2 separate regions of the Drosophila melanogaster genome follow, and region 2 is linked to region 1. Evidence: chromatin contacts called from public ChIA-PET data. All regions are on one chromosome and are shown on one strand. Each heading gives the region's core, a stretch centred on a gene start, on an enhancer-like site or on the middle of the called end of the contact. The rest is flanking DNA. Distances are from core to core; before and after follow the strand shown. Region 1 has its middle 26 kb from the start of Marf1. Region 2 overlaps Marf1 (Meiosis regulator and mRNA stability factor 1).

What was found. ChIA-PET counts read pairs in DNA pulled down with a chosen protein or histone mark.
Region 2: a contact with region 1 is called in an RNA polymerase II ChIA-PET map of the S2 cell line, with 9 times the contacts expected there. The contact joins two enhancer-like sites. A contact is called at or near these places in 1 of 1 datasets of contacts at CTCF or cohesin (the Kc167 cell line), 5 of 107 Hi-C or Micro-C datasets (the Kc167 cell line, the ML-DmBG3-c2 cell line, the OSC cell line and 1 more) and 4 of 6 datasets of contacts at active chromatin or transcription factors (the Kc167 cell line and the S2 cell line).

Annotation. Positions count from the first base shown.
Region 1 is chr2L:22,280,982-22,284,123 of dm6, reverse strand. No RefSeq gene overlaps it. Among named protein-coding and RNA genes, the nearest start is that of Marf1, 26 kb to the left of the region's middle. Within about 2 kb of position 1,428, at least 8 of the 39 cell types and tissues checked have an H3K27ac peak or open chromatin away from gene starts, as enhancers often do. A contact at or near this core is called in the Kc167 cell line, the OSC cell line and the S2 cell line, where this site is marked.
Region 2 is chr2L:22,359,872-22,362,708 of dm6, reverse strand. The region is part of intron 5 of Marf1 (Meiosis regulator and mRNA stability factor 1); the gene reads right to left. Among named protein-coding and RNA genes, the nearest start is that of Marf1, 53 kb to the right of the region's middle. Within about 2 kb of position 1,263, at least 19 of the 39 cell types and tissues checked have an H3K27ac peak or open chromatin away from gene starts, as enhancers often do. A contact at or near this core is called in the Kc167 cell line, the OSC cell line and the S2 cell line, where this site is marked.

The DNA of each region.
Region 1 (3,142 bases), core at 179-2,678:
ATCTCGGGAACCTACTTAGCCACATATGACGATCGTATATCTCTAAACGGCACCCACTACGAAAACCACCAGGGCGTCCTAAAGAAGAAACCCGCTGCGGCAGTGGCCTCTCAGATCAATGTGACTAGCCATCGAGATCAACTAAGCTTGTCGTTCTTGCACGAGCTGTCGCTGCAGAACCTCCAACATATTGGTAGTCTGAAATCTGACATCATTTCGAGACCCATTTTAAGCAGTGGCATCACCATCGCCGTGGTCCTAATTGTTTATGGGATCATCCAAAGCATCCGTTACTGTCGAGTCAAAAGACGACACCCCGACTCCAGCATCGAGATGACGATACCTTCCCGAAAAGCCGAGGACGACTTTAACCTAACGCGGGGAGGAGTTAACACGCGCAGGGCCAAAATCGCTAACTCCACGATAAGACCGGACGCGGCCGCAGTAACGTCAGCGCGACTGCAACTAAGTCGCGAAATATGACTCCTGCATTCCAACATTCTACTGCCCGGAGCGTGTGAAGCGCAATGTCAGCGTTCTGCCGTGAGCGCTGCTTCAGAAGATGGGCTACTTTATATTAAGCTTAAGTTTTCTGTCTTCAGTTTTAAGAACTCATCTGAACGCGCATAGTCGCAGAATAAACCACAATAACTAAAATTGTTGTCTGTTAATTTACATAAACACTTTTCAAACTCTTAAACAAAGGGTCCAGCCTGTAAACCCTTTGATCATCATAAAAAATTTTAATAATCCAAATTAATTTAACAAAAGATGCAGCCTGGCGATGTATAGAGTAGTATATAGGCCACAGGTTAAACCAATCAAAATATTCTGACCAAAGTCCACTTTCGTTGCCCTCGTCGCTGTCACCGACAAAAGCCACAGTTATAAGAATAATGCACTTTGTAAAATCAGTTTTACATTGGGAATCTAAAAAGAATCTTACCAAAGAAAAACAATTTTTTGATTTTATTCCCGAAGCGAAAACAAAACTTTTTTACCTTAACATGTTTTTTTATATGGTCGGAAACACCTTCCTCTACCTGCATAACGGAAGGATTTTTGTGTTAACAATTTGGCAGTAACAATGTAAGAGACACGGAAAAGCAGAATCTGCAGAGTCATCACCGTTGGAAGCTTGTAAAGCTTGTAAACACCCAAAGAGTTTACAAATTACGGATAAGGCATCCTTTCCTACGTAGCTGATGGATTCAAAGCGGAGTACTCAGGAATCTTGGTGAACCTAAGGGTATATATGCAAAAAGCTTGTGTGTATGAGTAGTGTCGTGGTGAAATTCACAAGAGTTGAAATTCACGAGATCTGTTGGGAAATAGCGATCATACCGAGGTGCTCGTGGTGAAGAGGCGACTGAAGCAGTGGGTATTAAAGTCTCGATGAATAATCGATAGTGTGCTTGCGGTCAGCTGTGACACACCAATGGAAGGTCATACCAGATGCAGTATGAAGTAGCTGGAATATACCAGACGGAATGCAACCCATATAAGCTGCACCCGGAAAGTTTGGGATAATTCGGTTATCGAAAAAAATGTGCGTTTCAGCTGATCGTGATTTCCGCCGATGGCCTACACCTCGGCTTGTGTTTCCTGTTTGTTTTTTTTTCGAATAGAACAGTCGACGAGTCTAGTTGTGAAAGAGCCTTTCGAAAAGTCGTAACCTGCGGTCATAAGTATTTTCTTGTCGTGGGAAATATTATCGTACTGCGTTTCTTCGACAATATTGGTGCGCGAGATAAGTCCGTCGTGTGTTTCCCGGCAATAAAAAATTTTTTTAAGCCGGAAAGATCGTCGCTTGGCACAGCCATCGCGCCGCAGCCTTGTCGCCAGACCCCAAGTTTCGACTGGGGCAATATCAGGTCAGTAAACTTCGGAAAAAAGTGAACTGTGGTTTGATGCGGTAAATATTATTGTAGCTGAAATTGAAGGCAGGAGAGTCTTCGCTTGGCAGCTTTTACGCATCCGCTTCACTATCCTGACCCCACGGTTCGACGGGGGCCGTCACCGGCGGGCAGAAGGAGAGGCGATAACTAAGCCAGGCCGTGTAGTGGAGCGCCTTCCCAGCGAGGGGCAGAGAAGGACAAGCAGCAGCAGCGGGATCGCAACCGGCAATAAGCCGGGACCCCCAGGAGGGTTATTTAAATTAATAAAAAAAAGACGGAGAATTATAGCGTGATTGGTAGTCCAGAATGGACATTAAAATTAAATTAAAGCGAGTTTAAATTGATTAAAAAATTTTAATTATGCGTAAAAACGCTAAATGTCTGACCTAACCTTTACTCAAATGTATTAATCCCCGAACCGCCATTTTGAGCGTAGAGAGTAAGAAGTTAAATTTTTTTTATGATGTATTTTAAGTTTAACAATAAGCTATAAAAAAAATGTTTACTCGAGCAGGAGACTCAGTCATGTCATTTTCTAATTTTTCTTGCATTTAAATTGAATTCCCATTAGTACTTAAAATAGTATGTAAGCTAACCTAAGCTAATCATTTTTTTTTTAAGAAGAGTTCATTTTCTGAGAGTCCTCGTTTGAATTTTCGAGTAAGGATTTATAAAAGTTTCTTCGCAGTCGTGTAATCCGAAATTATAGCTTCTCAAAGTATTTGCGGAAAATGCCACACTTTCGTTTCAGCTCATCTGCGCCGGGAGATCGATCTTTCGCCGAGGAGTGAAAAGTTGAGTGAGTTTCATTTATAAAACTTTTTTTATTATTGGAAATATTCGGTAAAGTACGACGATAAAATTTTACGGGAGGTCATCATTTTGATGGCGTACAAAATTTCATTTATTTTTATACACACTGCTCATAAATTATTGTTCCTAATGGAGTGGCGAAAGTAGCCGATTGAATTATAAAAAGAAAAAAAAAGAAAAATCTAACCCGATTTACTCGCGGCCCACTCTCAAACAAAAAAATGTTTTTCCTCTTCTCTTTAATAATTCATTATAATAATGGAAAAAAAATAATTCATGGAACAAGATTATAGAGAAAAACCACACTGAAAGTACCTTTAACTCTTTAATTATAACGTTCTTGAATAACGGCTTAAACCTTTCTTTTCTGATTTCGCAACAAAAAAACCTTGATTTAGATTCCCTCGACTTACTTTAGTTTGTGTTTACAT
Region 2 (2,837 bases), core at 14-2,513, 79 kb before region 1:
ATTTTATACAAAATTTAAAAATACCGATTCTCAGTTTTTCTTTCCCAATATTTACGTGCTCGGTTAGGTTATAGCGAAATTTTTATTGACCCGAAACAGTTTTATAATTTCGTAATACTAAGCGCATAACAAAATTTAACGGTGACATCGGATCAGGCAATAGACGATCTATTTGCGCAGTTTTTTCAAAGAACATATTCTATAAATATTATCAAAATGGAATCTAATATTTTGTCGCACTCTAACGTCTATTCGCCAGGTCCCGAAAATTAACACTCCAATCTTTAAAAATAAGTGCTGTAAAGTCAAAGCAAACATAAAGCATTTGCCATCGGTGAGCTTCTTTCTTTAGTGCCTACTAAAATTGATATCATTTCAACCACAAGGCCTAAATGCATCCATTTTGAAATCAATGCTCATTCTTCAGGTGTTTTTACTAATATGTTGCTTATTTTGTGCGTCCTCATCCGCTCAGAGAGCGCACGTGTTATTGTGTGAGCTCCGGTAATAAAATTAAAGAAAGTGGATGAACTGAGAAAACTCCAAGTAATATTTGTAATACTAAAGTTTTCCAAAAAGTGCGAAAGTACCGTAATCAATATAAAACAAAAAATATTCTTAACTAGTGTTATGATTCAGAAAAGTGAATATATAAATTAAATTAATAAGTGAACACGTAATAAGATCGTAAAAATGAGCAGCGATCCAAAGAATTAGCGCTGAAGCTACGTAACTCGAAGAAACGGCTGTTACTCTTACACGGTATTTAAACATAGACAACAAATCAACAAAAGAGTAACCCAGCTCTACAGACTGTCGACAGCAAGAGGGCGAGCTCTTGTTCACCAACTACGCTCACCAAAACTCCTACATTATTGAGCTACCAAAGCCGAGCCCCACCATCGCCGGCTTCAACGGGAGACGCTCTGCTGGCGCAGCAAAAACACCACCAATATCCAAACCAACTGCCAACCGCAGTAGCACACAATACAATTGCAGCAAAACCCGTCAGCTATGATAAGCAACAACCGATCCTGGCCATACAGACCGGTTTGGTTCTGTGGTGTAGGCCAAAGTTCAACCATATTATAACAAAAGCAAGGAACAGGCTATGAGCTCCCATGACAACCGATTTTCCATCTTAGCAGAGGCGGAAAACAACCAGCACAGCGGGGCAAGGGATCCAAAAAAAAAGCCAAATCCCCTACCTATTTATATATGCTTTACTTTCTTTAACCGACCTGGTCAACAAAATTGTTCTGCTGGCCAGTGGCGAAAATTTGCCTGTTGTTCCGCTTATTAAAGGAAACTGATACGAAACCAAAGTTCAAACGAAGTCCAAAGAACGCTTTCGCACCAAAGACACTAGAATAGCACGATGCGTAACGCCATACGATTTTTTTGCACACGGTTTTTTTGGGGTTGCTCTAGAGGTAGCTCCAGCCTCTCACGAATTTTTGTTCAAGAGCGAGAGAGCGAACCGCTCTTTTCTACGCATACAGTGACAGCCGACAACAGCATATGGTGCACATTGTATATGTGTGCATTGTAAATTTGACAAAATATACCCTTCACTTTAAAAGTTCTTGGACTTTAAATCTATATTATTTTTGATATTTGGCACCATGTAATAAGTTATTTTTTTTGCATTGCCTTAACGTTATTATTTAAATATAGATTAGAAATAGTAATAGCCGAATCTATGTACATAATATCAATGAATAAATTTTGAAAAATGACTATATTAGAATATTTATCATTCGAGTATTCAGCTTGCGACGTATGAAAAATTAATAAGACAATGATTGTTGAGTGCTTCTTCGTGCCTCTAGATGTGACTTTTGCAACAAACGGTTTTCATATTTTTATTTTATATTATTTTTATTATTATTTATTTTATTTTATAAATTTTTATTTTCTACAACGTATTAATTTTATGAAATATTTTTTATTATTAGAATTCTTACGCTCTCAGCGAAAGCGAGCGGACAGAGATCAATTTTGGCCGTCGCCAATGTATGGCCGTTACGCAACTTTGTTATTATAGTGACTTTGTTCGAAATACCCGGAGGAAATAAAAAATAATTTCTACACCTATCAACTAAAAATCAGCAAGGGACTGCAAGTTGTACTAAAAGGTATTGAACCTACCGTGGATGAAACACACAAACGCAACGGACCTGTAGAAGTAGGGACACACCAAGACATACTGCACACTTCGATAAGTCTGCGTAGTCTGTGGAGACTTTCACATACATACGGCAAACTACAGAAGAGGCTGTACCGGTCAATAAGAAGCTGAAGAAGAGCGTGCAACGAGCAGCAGCTACGCGTCAACAAAATAAGGAAAATGCGTATTATAACTCAAAAACAACAAGAAACGCATTTTTTCGCCAAAGCCGACGATCATAAATATCACTAAGGGCACTAAGGGCAGACATTCCTATTCCGAAGCTTTGCAGCATAACCCAGGGCAGCCACAAAGCAATTTGGAAACTACAATATAATGTTTACCATGCAACAAAGTGTGATGGAACTTATGCAAGCGACTATGCAAGCCCTTGTTCAGCACTAGAATATGTGGATTTAGTTTCTTGTAGCACAACAGCTCAAATAATAAATGTCTAACCTACGTATATCCATGTGGAATGCTAACGGTATTTTCCTAAATTTAAACCACATTGATATAAGATATAAGATATAATATTCACATAACGGGTTATACCTTCTGCCGGACAGATCACCCGGATGGCAAAGCCCTCCGATGGATGGATTTCTATAACACACTGGGGGATCGCTTTATAGCTGCAGGAGACTACATCGCCAAACACATGCAC